2 separate regions of the Mus musculus genome follow, and region 2 is linked to region 1. The links are chromatin contacts, called in public promoter capture Hi-C maps. All regions are on one chromosome and are shown on one strand. The core of a region is the stretch at or near the end of the contact, and the rest is flanking DNA. Distances in the headings are between cores, read along the strand shown. Region 1 overlaps Bin3 (bridging integrator 3). Region 2 holds the start of Sorbs3 (sorbin and SH3 domain containing 3).

Region 1 (6,506 bases), core at 1,795-4,294:
GTCAGGGTTGCCAATAGAACACTGTGTCCCAGCTGCCCCCAACTTGCCAGAAGAACCAGCACTTACTTCTTTCTCTAGTTCTTATGTTCAGAATGTGGTATTGGCCCTGGCCTAGCCCCTTCCACTTCCCATAATTCTTGCCTCTTTCCATAATTCATGGTTTCAGTTCGACTTTGTATATAAAGTTGTTTGTTGGTTTTTTTTTTTTTTTTTGGCTTTTTGTTTTTTAAATAAACCAAAGTGAAAAACAAACCAAGTGTGAGTCTTTGTAGCTAGCTCTCCTCCTCTTTCAAGCTGCTGTACCCTCTCTGTTTGCCAGGCCTCAGTTCTCTCTAGAAGGCAGCAGGCAGGCAGTAAGTGCCACAGGTTGTGACTGAGTGAAGGCACTCTGCCAAGTTGGCAGGGCTGTGGCAAAGCTGTGACAGCTCCCTCTTGGTGTCAGTTAAAGTACACTGTTGTTTTACTGGAAAACTTTACTTGAAAATAAAATTCCAATAACAAGTGAAAATAAAATTCCAGTAATACAGGTGAGACAGAGCCTTGCTTTGAGGGCAGCAGTTCAACATGTAACATTTCCTAGTGGACAGCTAGAGACAAAGCCCCAGTTCAAGGGAAAGCTAAACTCCTGGGCTTTGTCCCTGTGCTGGACCTATAGGGGACTGGCTTTGGTTGTGTTGGCATGAAGGGCCCAGAGAGGCTGAGAGACCAGGGCACTGTGCCTCACCCAGCAGTCTAAAGAGTCCTGAGAGGATGGTGGCTTTCCTAGAGTAGGTCCTCTGGAGGTAGACAGCTAAGGCTTCAAGTTCCACAGGAAGCCCAGGCCCTTCCAAAGGCTCCTGTTGGCCAGACACTATAGCACACTCTGGACGGTTCTGGAAGTAAAAAGGCCCCAGGGTTTTTCTACATTGCTTATCAGCACTGGACACAGGGAAGCAGCAGCCTGTGAGGCTCCTAGTATCAGGCTTAAGGACATGGAGACATTTAAGTCAGAGAACTGGCAAGGTACAATAGTGGCCACCTGTCTCCAACTGCCTGGCCATTGGGAGGTCCATGAATCCATGCCCGCTAGGAGCAAAGCCTATAGAGATGTCACCTGTGTCCCAAAGAGTCTAAGGACTCCTGAGGGACAGGGGCTCAGTCATCAGCCACGATGGAGAGGGCTCGGAGTTCACTTAGTTTGGTCTCATTTTCCCGCTCTCGCTGCTCATCTGAGTGGCCTGGCTGGTCAAGCTGCTGGGTCAGGTCTCCAAAGATCTTATGCATTTCTGAGTAGTATATAACCTGGGTAGGAGACAAGAGTTGTTGGCAGGAACTGGACTCCAGTTCTACACAGCACTCAGTCAGCAAAGCAGGTGAGAGGCACAAGCAGGGCCTGGCTCTGGGTCTGTGGGTTGCTCTGGCTGAAGGCGGTGGGGTGTGTCTCTCACTTGTTCCATCACTGCCTCTTAGACCTCACCCTATCTATCTATCCCTCAGCAGTCTAGGGGTAGGGAACCACAGCTGGGGCTTTTGGAAATATATACCACAGAGAAAGGTTTGTCAAGACCAAAATAGCTAGATTGGGCAGGGAGACTACATTTGAGGGTGCCAGAGGGCAGTATGTGGGCAAGGGCAGGCCTGGGGCTTACTGCTGTTTCTAAGCAAGGAGAGGAGCCAGGGGCTTTTGGTCATGGAAGAAGAACCCAGCAGACATTGGCTCCCCAAGTCTTGAGAGCTGGCCCTAGAAGTCCAGTTAAGGGAGGTGTCAGCTCCCCAGATCCCACCCCTTCCCAGTTTTGCTAGTTATCACATCTAGGTTAAGTTGCCTGGAAGAAAAGCAGCACTGATGTGGTGAGAGTGACTGGGTGAGAGGTGGGAGGCAGGTCCAAGAGTGGAGGGGTTTCTCTATGTGATAGATGGCGACTTTTCCACAGAGGCTAGAGGCCATTTCTGCCTCAGCTTCCACTTCCTGATGTGACATCACATCTCATCAAAGTGTCCCCATTCTTCAAGCACCTCAACTTTGAGATGTCTCTAGGATTCTCCTTCCATCTAAGAAACCAGACGATGGGGACTGGGAGGGTGGCTGTGCAGCAAGGGCCAGTGGGACATGGTATCCTAGGAAGTCTCTTTAGAATCCCCAGCTAAGTTGTAGCGGGCCAGGTACCCCCGCCCCCAATCCCTGCCTAAGACACAATGCCTGTTGAGTCATCTGGAATGCGCACTTCTCTAGTGACTAATAGCAGCAGCAGCCGGGTGAGAAGGAGGCTGGCACAGGGAGAGGTGGTAAACAACCCTGGCTACCCTGCTGCTTGGTTACGGGGTACCCCATAGCCTGGGCACCCTGCAGCTTCCTCTAAGGATCTGGGGGTGGGGATGGTGTATGCAGCTCACTAGAAGCAGAGGCAGGTGTCAGCAAAAGAGAGCAGGCCAAGATCTCCTGTAAATCCAGGCCTCATCCAAACAGAGGGTGCAGCAGCTGGAAGGCAGCCCTCACCTGCAGGGACTACAGGAGAGCATCCTCCCGCTTCTGTTGTCTGTCTCACTCCCTAGAGAGCACCGGACTGAAAACGTGTCACTAGCAAGTCCAGGCTCCAGTCCAAACCTTGCCTGGGCTTCTTGATGGGCATTCTACGCCATGGCTTTGGGTATCATTCCAAATGAAGGCTGGGAAGTGGGAATCAGGCTTTACCATGGCCCCTGTGGCTAGGAAAGCAACAGGGAATGATGATGTCCACTGGAGGGCAGCAGAGGTGCAGCTAAGACAAGAAGCAGGGCAGGCAGAATTTGTGGACAAGAAGCCTTAGCTTGGTGGCCAGAGAGTGTTGGAGTCCAGAGATGGAAGCCAATACCCGCGATCAGTGAGGAGGTCTGTGTGCAGAAGCCCTGCTCCTGGCTCCAGTACCACTGCCTCTCCCACCTTGCCAGTGGTGAGAACAAGCCTGAAGATGAACAGCGAGAGGAGGGCAGGAGCCTGCTGCATGCCATCCCAATTGGACCCAGCAGCAGGAGACACTGGGCTCCGACTGGGTTTTACCCTCTTTCTGGCTGCCACCCCCATACTGGTCTGCACTCCCATTTGTTCTCCACGAGGGGGCACTTCATATCTAGTGGCCAGCATTTCAGAGCCTATTCAGGACCCCTCCCTAGGAAACTGAAAGTTAAGACTCCTGTGGTCTCTGGCTAATGGAACTCTCCTATTGGGCTCACAAGCAGTCACTACTGGCCTCTCAAAGGATCTGCTCAGTCAAAGTGGTAGCTAAAGATGCAATCAGGGCTTTTCTTGCTTGCTTAATTAAGCAAGGGAGGAAGAACTCAAGGGGCGAAGAGTTAAACAAAAAGGAACCCTGTCTATCATAGGGTTGGGACTGAGTGGATTGCCAATGGAGGATACCCAACAGAAGTTCCAGTACAGTATCAGTGCCAGGCACCAGGGCTGACTAGGACAACACATGAACTTTCATAGAGCCTGGTGCAGGGAGGTGTTGCTGTCTGTGCAGAGCATGGCTATGTCTAACGGGAACTGGGTTCCTACAAAGATGATTCCCCAAGGGAAAAGCCTTGTCTCACCTGTGCCCGGATCAGGGACTCAAAGCTGGGTTGGAAATAGTCAAGTCGGCTGCCATAGAACCGCGGCATCTCATCCAGGAGTTGTTTATTCTTGGCCTCAAAGTCTTCCCGCACAGGACGTAGCTCTTCTCGGGCCTGGGGAACAAGACCTTGGAGTCAGGGCTGTCACTGAAGGGGGCAGGGTGGGTGGAAATAGCTAGTATCCTGGTTCCGCAGGTCCTGAAAGGAGGACCCCGTGGCAATGGTTGTTCCATTTAGCCTATTGCGTCTCCCCTGTACCTGGTGGAGCTTGGCCAGCACGGGGCCAGTCTTCTCCTTTTCCTCGTACTTCTCCACCTTGGCCTGCAGCCTCCCGTAGTCCTGCAAGGCCTGCTCCCGCCGCTTCACCGCCATGTTGAGGCTTGGGAATATGCTGCTGAACCTGTTGGGCACAGCCTGGTTGGAAACAGGCTTCTCATGTGGGGGTGTGTCCCAGTCACTACGTACTCAAACACATGTGCGACACACCTACTATGTGCCAGTCTCATAAGGCTCTGAGGCTTTGGGGCTTGTACAGGTGGGATGGCGTGGGGCACAGACAGTACTGAGAGCTCTCCCCAGACCCAGATGTTAGGCTGTGATTGCCGGTGCTCCCTGTCCTGCTGCGGAGCCTCAGCACGAGGTCAGCAGGGCTGGAATCCGACTGTATACACTAAAGACCAAATCAAACCAAACCAACAGGGGAAGGCAGGGCCACAGCCAGGGAGTGATGGTCTGGAAAGGGCTATGAGTATCCATGTTTGTCAACACCTTCTCTACTATGTCACAGTGCCACTGGCAGGAGACAAAAAAGAAAGATCCTGGCTAAGGGTTCCTTTACACCGTGAGGAAACACAAAGGGAATGGTTCTCCCATTAAAAGAACAAATGGAAAAAGCACGCTTTAGAAAGATGGTCCCAGCCGCTCCTACCTAACACAACTGAAAAGGAGTATGGTGTGACTACTCAGACGACTGGCCACGCAGAGCAGGCTGTGTTTGAAAAGTTTTGGCATTTGTGTGTAACCATCATCAAGGCTACCTTTCCCCCATGAAAGGCCATCCTATCTTGGACAGGCGCAGGGAAGAGCCACTTTTGAGGTGGGGGGCAGGCAAGAGTAAATGTTCTTCTTGACACAGATGAGGGGTGGAGGTGAGGTAACTCTACAAGCAGGTCTCTTGGGAGTGAGAAAATGGGGCAACTTCCTTGACTACAAAGCCATGAGGACGTGTTGTTGGCCTCATTGTTGGGCAAGACTTTCCTACCATACCATGCAGTGCCCACTGTACCAGCCAGGAGTTCTGACAGCCTGCTGTGATACAGACAAACAGCCAAGAGATTCAACGCCTCTGGACACTCGGGTGGACAGACATAGCTGGTGACCTAGGACCACAAGAGTCACCTTATTTAGGTGAGCCCAGAGAGCGTGACAAAGCAAGCTAACGGAAGTCAGGAACAAGCCAGTTGATGCCAGTCGGTGGCTGAGGCCAGCCTTTCCCATGCACCTGAGCTGAGAGAACATCTGAATGCTTAGGCTGTCTTCAGTAGGCTCACATATCACAGGAGGTGCGCTTCCCAACCTCTGCTTCTCATAGGATATGACCATAAATTTGGTACTGAAAAGCCTCAACAAGTCAGGGCCACCCTGATGGGAGTAATGAATATTCCTACTAGAGAAGAGAGAATATAAACGTGGCCAGGCAGCAGGTGAAATGTGCAAAATAGATGGGGGGACCAGGCACCACCAGGTCACACTGGGAGGAGCCAGTCACAATGCCAGTGTGAAGACAGCTGTACCAGTGATTCAGCTGCTCTGGAGCCCCTCTCCCTTCCTGGGCAGCTGGGCAGTGTGGCTCAAGGGAACAGGTGCCTCAAGCCCAGGAACCTACCATCCTGCCCCTCCCTCTATCCCAAGAGGACAAAGGACCCTAGCAGCTTGCCTGCTGTCAGAAGCCGCCTGCTTTTGGGGTGGCCTCAGGGCCAGGGTCAGAGAAAGAGAAAGAATGAGAGGCAGACAGGAGGTAGAGGTGGAGTACATTGGAATTCACCTATGGGGGGTGAGGGTGCATCACCAGGAACAAACCAGTACATGAAGGGTGTCTTGCAGGTGTGAAATGGCACCTTGGTGCAATGTTAGTTGGTCTTACATGCTAGTCTCAGCAAAACAGACCTCAGCTCATGGTCCTGGCCCCTTTCTATGGTTGTCATCTTTTAAGACCAAGTCACACCGACCAGGAACACTAATACTATTGTGACAGGGACAGTTCATGAAGGGCACAGTGCAAGTGCACATGGAAGGGCAGAGATGGGAGACCAAGTCTGCCACAGACCAGGGGTTACAGCCTTGGGGAGTGTGGTGTCTACACAGCACTACTTAATCAAGATCACTACCCTCTGCAGGTGCAACGGGCTCTGCTGCCCCGGCTAGTGGCTCCTGACTCTTGAGTACTCACAGGTCTTCCTTAGATCTCGTCTCCTACAGCAGTGCTTCTCAATCAAATTAAGATTTGATCAAGCTACGAGGATTGTCAGTAGCTCAGGCAACTGTAGTTGAATCGATAATAATGGGAAATGCGGGTAGCTTTGGACCTGGGACCGGGAGTCCCTGAGACAAGGGACAGGTGTCATGTTCTTTTCATCTGAGGGGGCTATTAATGTCACTCACAGGAAGAGTGCTTGTCTGTCCCAAGGTGATGGGGGAAGGAATTCCTGTTCATTTTCTTATTTTCAACGTCTCAGGCGTGGACAGGTCTTGCCAGGTACCTGATATCAGGATCCCCTCTCCATGGGGTCTAGCTAGGGTTGGGGTGCTGATGTGGAAGGTTAGGACTGGTAGAGGCTGGTCCTCTGTGTCTGGACTTTCCCCAGGTTCCTGCTGCCCTCCCGGACAAGGATGACACATGGGCCCAGCTCTCCTTAAAGAGCAAAGCTTGCAGTTTT
Region 2 (6,506 bases), core at 1,117-3,616, 72 kb before region 1:
CCTCCTCCTCCTCCTCTTCTTCTTCTTCTTCTTCTTCTTCTTCTTCTTCTTCTTCTTCTTCTTCTTCTTCTTCCTCCTCCTCCTCTTCCTCCTCCTCCTCCTCTTCCTCCTCTTCCTCCTCCTCCTCCTCTTCCTCCTCTTCTGCTTCCTCCTCTTCACTTTTTAAAAGATCACAACTCTTAAGATTTTATTTGCAAAGCTTACTCTTGATAGTGCATTGGTCACTTAGAGGTAAATTGAGTCTTACTGCTAATACAGTGGAGACAGACAGTTTATCATAGAACTCAAGGAGGCCAGAAGACAGGCTAGCCTTTGTTTGGATAGCAGCACTCTATCATGGTACCCTCTGGCCGGCCAGTCAGCTCTCTGACTCCCTTATCTCAGTTTCCCTGAGCTGGGATGGAAGGCTGAGGCCGACCCAATTTTCCAGGCCCTGGTTCTTTGCCCTTGTCTGTGGCTGACTTGACTTCCATTCCCTCTGAGGGCATCACTCTGCAAAGTCTGCTTTCTCGAGACCTGTCACCTACTTGCTCCTTCCATCCTTTTGTAAGAACCAAAGGAAGCCTGTCTAGGTTGGTCCTTCTCAGGCATTCCTGTCTGGCCATGGCATCTGTTTGTTTATCCACGAAAAGGGACGCATGGTGGATGTGATGTCAGTCAGTGTCCAGGCCTCCTGGAGGACAGACTGGATAAACTGGGCAGGAACTGATTCTTTTCACTGCCTTTGGGGTTTAGATGCCAGGAAACATGAGATGCCCATGATATGTGTGCTATGAAAATATTTGCTCAAAGCAGGCCTGAAATCTCCAGGCTCTTGTTCTTGTGGGGTTTTACATACCTGTCCTTGCTTCCAGGTCTGACATTGACCTGCCTTGACCTGCCCTGTGTTTTTTTATTGTTGTTGCTTCCCTTAGAGTTCCTTCACTTTGCAGTGACTAACCCCCTCCCCCCCCCCAAAAAAAAACCTCAGACTTCCAGATAGACCAGTGTGTAAGAGGGCCCTTGGAGCCCCAAAGTGGGTCATTTCACTTCCCTCCCTTGCTTGCCCCTGTTCTCATGAGTGATTGGCATAGGTGGGCCCATTGATAGAGCTTAGTTGGCAGTACTGCCAGACCTGGAATCAGGAGATGGCCCCAGGGATGAAACAGAGTCGAGATCTGTGCTAGTATATCTATGGTGACTTGGCTTCAGCTCCTCACTGCTGGGTTGGTTACGGACTCTAGAAGAGTCCGTGTGTTCTTGGCTACTCCCTTCTGATCTGTAGAAAGAGAACACTCTTCTAAGAGCACAAACCAAAAAGGACATGAAAGCCTACCTCAAGAATGTACTGAAGTTTGTCCTAGGGAAGGAACTAGCCGGTGCCTTTCTACCGAACAGGAAGGTCAGGCCTGCAGCAGAGATGTCAGTGTCTCATCCAAATGCTAGACTGTCCTGGACACTAATTGTGATTGAGACTAATTGGTAGTCACTTGACTAATGGTACTTTGAGTTGGTGGCGGAGGACAAGAGGACTATGGGGCTGAGGGGTGGGGGAATGTGCATAGGACAGAATTGGCTGCCTGGGGCTGGGTGGGGCTCCTGGTGACTGGGATCAGATAGCTAGAAAAAACAGAGCAGTTACGTAACTGTGTTTACATGGGCTCAGGTGGCTGTGGCAACCATGGCAGTCCTTGACCCAAGGCCATGCTGGAGGGGTGCAGGCAGCCGACTACTAGGGAAGGAGGTCCCTCTTGAGCAGAAGGGTGTGCAGGAGACAGAGCATGGCATACTGACCAGGGCTGCACTATCTGGGACAATGTTACCTGGCTCTAATGTGCCACTGGAAGCTACTCAGGGTGAGGCAGGCAGGCAGCAGCCAGCTACAGCTAGGGGGAGGGGTCAGGAAACCAGACACCTGGCTCTCTAAGTCCAGTCTCTGAATTCTTGCTACATTTTTCTCCCTAATCTTCTTAAAAGAGGAAGAATTCTCCCTAAATCTGGGCAGAAAAGAGGGCAGGAGATTATTTAAGTTTCCTTGGACTTACCTGCCCTGCGGTCCTAGCGCCTCGTGCCTCCGTGTTTTGTAAAGCCATCCGAATACTTGTGAACACAGTGAGCTCCAACCTGAGAGGTGGCGAGCCAGCCCCGGCCTGACTGACAAAGCAGAGCTGCAGCAGTTCAGCCCTCCATTGCCACCCTCCCCGTTCCTCCCAACCTACATCCTCCAAGACTGTTTACTAGACTCCCCATCCCCATAGAGATGGGACTGGTAGCCAGTCCTCAGCTCCCTTGCCCACACTGTGCCTTCTCTTGTGAGAAACAGGAAGTTGGGACCTTCGGCAGCTCAGCGGCACCCTCTACATTAAATATTTATCTTGGAGTCCAGGTCAGAGCCTTAGAGCCTAAGAAGTTCACTGCTGGTGAAGGGGGATGGCCAGGATTCTTGGAGTGGGAAGATCTTCAGCTTCGTCTTTGAACAACAAAGAAGACAATGAAAGTGATGTAGCCCTTCTTAGTCCCAAGGACCCTAACAGGTGGGAAAACTTTAAAGAGGGACATGGGTAGTACTTTTAATCCCCTGGGGGAGGGGGAGGCTGCTTCCCTGGAATGGGTGGATAATCAAGTGGCAGAGAGGCTGTGTACAGCTGCCTGACCTCAAAGAGGGTCTCAGAGCTCCTCCACTCCTCCATCTCTCTCCCTTCAGCTTTCCTACCTCCGCCCCTCCCACAAACACCGTGTACTGTGTAATACCTACATCCGTTAAAAACACCTCACGTATGCGAATCAGAGCCCTGTTAGCAGGTTTACATCTCTGGAAGCCTATGAAACTGCTTCCTGAAGACTCCCCACTCATGGGAGCTCTGGCACGCTCATCTCTTGAGCTGTCCTTGACCTAAGTTTCCCGGGAGGTGGGGGTGGGTTTTGTTTGCGGGCACCACAAACAGTTCTTCCCCCACAACTGGGAAAATGTGAAGCTAATAAGAGGTGAGCGTGCTAGGGGCTGTGATGTCCTGGGAAACACTAACTCCAGGTGGCTCAGGCACCAATTAAAAGGCAGTAGGTGTCATTTACCATACTCAGCAGTGGACCAGAAACCGTTTTTTTTACCGGTTGATTTGTTGGGGACTTGGGTTCGCAGTGAATCCTAGGCTAGGAGTACTCCAGGGTTTCCATTGTCAGTAAACATTTGCCCTGGCACCTACCAGCAGAAGACTGGACGAGGAGGGGAGGAGGGAGGGCCAGAGAGAATGGGGAGCCAGTGGGCGGTGTCCTTCAGATCTGCGTCAGCAGTCAGCACTGTAGGAACAGCGGAAAAGCAGGATCAAAACAAATACGGTGAATGGGAACACCAAGACCCTCTTAACCTCATCCCCGCCCAAAGGGCCCCACCCTTATCCTCTTCAATGCTGTGGCACGTCCAGGGAGCCGGTCGATTCCCTCCCCCAAACTTTGCACGTGTGTGTGAGCATCCTCACGTTTGCCAGTACACGAGTGTTTGCAAACGCCTGGTCAGTGCGCTTAGGTCTAACAAGCATGAACTCTCTCTCCCCAAGCGGGTGTTGCCTTGTTCCTGGGCCACCGTGACTTATCTCGGTCCCAGCCTGTCTGCCTCCGGGCCTGTCTCCTGCCTCTCCAAGGCCGAGGGCTGCGTATCTAATTCCGGCCCCACCCGGGCTCTGGCACTCAGGGACCATTCGGTTAATCACTCCTGCCCTGTGTCCTGGCTCTTGTGGAGCAGCTCGCTTCCCACACCCTGGAAATGTCGCTGGAAACTCTGAGTGGCCCCCGCCAGCCCTCCCGCCCCTTTCTGACTCCAGCTTTGCGGTGGGGGCCGGGGAAGGCATCTGGGAAACCCAGCGGGCTCCCGGGGGACCCTCGGTGGCCCCTCCCGGCACCGCCTCCTGGACAGCCCGGCCCCTTGGGCAAGGGGCCACAGTGTTCCCGTGGCGCGTCGCCGGACAGAGGGCACTCGCGGGAGTGAGTGAGGGAGTAGCAGGCATCTCCACTTTACTCCAGCATAGCCCCGGCTCACAGTTCAAATCCAAGTCCCAAACTCCTCCTGCCGCATTCATCTCAGGGTCCTGCCTCCTAGCGCGCCCCCTCGGCCGCTCTCTTCCTTGTTGGGCGCCGAGCCTGGCCCAGCGTCCTGACCAGTCACGAGGGCCGTGACCACCCGCACTTTTCCCTGCCCTCTTTCCCCGAGGGCTCGCCGCGGCTGCTCCAGGCAGAAGCGGGCTGGGATGCTCCTGCCCTCCTGGGCAGCCCCAAGCCCCCCCACCTGCTCGCCGGGGGAAGGTAGGTTCAGCGATGCAAAGGGGCGGGAAGGAGGCAAGACATAGCCTGGCGTGGACCGGAGCGAAGGCGTAGAGTCCCTCCCTCCGTGTCCTGGTCTCTGAGGTTGTACAAACCAGAAAAGGTGAATTTGAAACCCCCTGACCCTGTTAGTGGGGAGCTATAGTTTGATAAGACCTGGAAAGGCAGAGAACGACGTCCCCACCATCAAGGCCTCACTCAGATGGGAAGGAGTCCACCAAACCTGGACGTTCTTCATTCTTCTAGGGGTCTGCTGGAATGCAGGGGCTGCCTGGATTCTGGGAACTCACCAGAGGTGTCCGTTTTATGCTAGACAGATACCAATTCCCCAGGAGACCTCTGTCTTCCTTAGGTTCTGCCAAATGTCTCCAGGCAGCCTGCTGGGAGAAAAACCAGGACCACCATGGGGGGCCCTATCCTAACCTCGAGTATTCCCAGGAGCTCAGTGGGAGGGGAGCCGATGGAGGTATCCTAGGGTCAGTAGCTCCTGAAACAAGGTGGTGATGGAGAACTGGTCCTTTTTCCCTAGAGAGGACACTTCTGGATTTGCTGGGAGGGTGGGACACAGTGACATTAGGGAAGGAAGGCCTGTCAGCTGATGGGTGCAACTGCTGATGCCGAAGGCAGTTTGGCCTCAAGCCCTCAGCCGGGCAGGGAGGGGTAGCACACAGCCGGTGTGCCCAGGCTTCCTGGGTCATCAGTCTGCCTGGCTTCACTTTCCCCTGGAGGAAGTCCGAGAGTCGGCAGGCAGCAGCGGTGAGGGCTGCGGGAACGGGTGGCGGGAACGGGTGTGTGTTTGTATGGTTAGCTTTTTGGTAAGAGCTTTAATTGAATCCAGCTGGTGGGCTGCACCTCAGCCTCCCCTCCCCACACACAAAGTCAGGGATTGGCTGGGTCCCCAAAAGGCTGCTCAGATGTCAGAAGGAATCCCCACAAATACAGACCAGAGACTTACTGACCCTAGCCTTCCTCGTCTCCTTGTCCATGCCTGAGCAGGATGTGAGCACAGAAAATAAGGCCCTGCAGGCCTCCTCTGTACCCTTCCCACAGCTCCTGTGCTGTCCATATGACCCCTTGCTGTACACAGTCCTGACATTCCCGAGCTCCTCACATGATCCACCCTGCCCTCCCCCACCCCATCACATTCACAGCACTGAACATATCCTACCACACACAGGACACCACCTGGGATATCTGGTGTCCTTTCTTGGAACCCCCACAAACCCCACAGGCACATACAAGCCTGATTTGGCCCAGTCCAAAAGGTGATGTAAGTCTATCCCCCTAGTGCCCCATTCAGCCATAAAGATGAAGAGCTGAAGATCCTATACCCCAGCTCTCTAGACCCTAAAATCCCTTTGTGCCCCTGAACCATGAGTGCTCTGTCCTCTTGCACTCATCTATGGGTGTGCCCTTTTGCTCACCCATCTCCCAGGTGCCCCGAGCTCCCTTCTGCTGACCCCCGGGTGAGGCAGAACCGACTGGCTTGTCAGGCAGATGCTCTGAGTCAGGAAGGAGCCTCCCTTCAAAGCCAAGCTTGTGGGTACAGGAGCATTGGTCGGTGTGCAGGAGAAAAACCTCAGCACCACCCCCAGGGCAGAAGCAGGTCCTCTGGTGCTGCCATCTGCTGCTTTCCCTTCCATTTCCCCCAGCGCTGGCTCTGAGTGTTCTGGAGCCCTGATGTGCACAGGAGGCCAGCGGGCAGCCCCACATTCCCTAGATCTCAGAAGTGGCTCCCTGCCTGCCTGCCAATGCTCTCCCATGCTCTCCCTGGCCCTGGTGGTAGGGATGAGGGCACTGCTGCTGGCTGCTTCGCAGTGGTCAGCAGGTCGGTGGCCTTGATGTTGACTGCCTTTGTGCCTGTGTGCACGCAGATGCTACCCAGGGCAGAAGCATGACAGAAGAATGGAGACAAAGTCCTCTGTGCTCAGGTCCTCTGTGTTAGCTGCCCTAGTTCCCCTGTGCCTTCCCTCGAGGGGAGCTGGCTATCCTGGCACGGAGAGCCCCAGAAGGGTGGTCAGCAGGCTGCAGGCCTGCTCCTGGCCAGCCTCTCTATCTTCCTCCTTGCCTGGCTTCCCCTCCCCCACTCCCACCCAGAGCTCGTGCCCCAGGCCTAACAAGCAATCCATTGTGCCTCTGGGAGTCGGCACTGGCAGCCTGCAGGCGGGTGCCCAGAGCTGCCTGTTTCCTGGGTCCTTGAGCTCCCACCCAGC

Evidence for each region. Promoter capture Hi-C pulls out the DNA fragments that hold promoters and counts their contacts.
Region 2: a promoter capture Hi-C map of trophoblast stem cells shows a contact between it and region 1, with 2.3 times the contacts expected there. The contact joins the promoter of Sorbs3 here to the enhancer-like site in region 1. A contact is called at or near these places in 5 of 39 promoter capture datasets (embryonic stem cells, macrophages and trophoblast stem cells), 3 of 484 Hi-C or Micro-C datasets (B cells, CD4 T cells and embryonic stem cells), 2 of 115 datasets of contacts at active chromatin or transcription factors (embryonic stem cells and pancreatic cancer cells) and 3 of 9 other capture datasets (adipose tissue, liver and pancreatic islet).

What each region holds. Positions count from the first base shown.
Region 1 is chr14:70,131,914-70,138,419 of GRCm38.p6, reverse strand. Bin3 (bridging integrator 3) reads right to left here. Exons shown (of 9, transcript NM_021328.4): 7 at 3,829-3,970; 8 at 3,550-3,684; 9 at 459-1,281. The coding sequence ends at 1,135. It overlaps Ccar2 (cell cycle activator and apoptosis regulator 2), which reads left to right. Exons shown (of 21, transcript NM_146055.3): 21 at 1-252. Among named protein-coding and RNA genes, the nearest start is that of Ccar2, 19 kb to the left of the region's middle. Within about 2 kb of position 3,044, at least 75 of the 459 cell types and tissues checked have an H3K27ac peak or open chromatin away from gene starts, as enhancers often do. A contact at or near this core is called in pancreatic cancer cells and trophoblast stem cells, where this site is marked.
Region 2 is chr14:70,203,531-70,210,036 of GRCm38.p6, reverse strand. Sorbs3 (sorbin and SH3 domain containing 3) reads left to right here and starts at 2,366. Exons shown (of 21, transcript NM_011366.3): 1 at 2,366-2,513. The coding sequence starts at 2,410. Gm26908 (a long non-coding RNA gene) reads right to left here. Exons shown (of 5, transcript XR_874791.3): 2 at 3,183-4,673; 3 at 2,025-2,449; 4 at 1,115-1,258.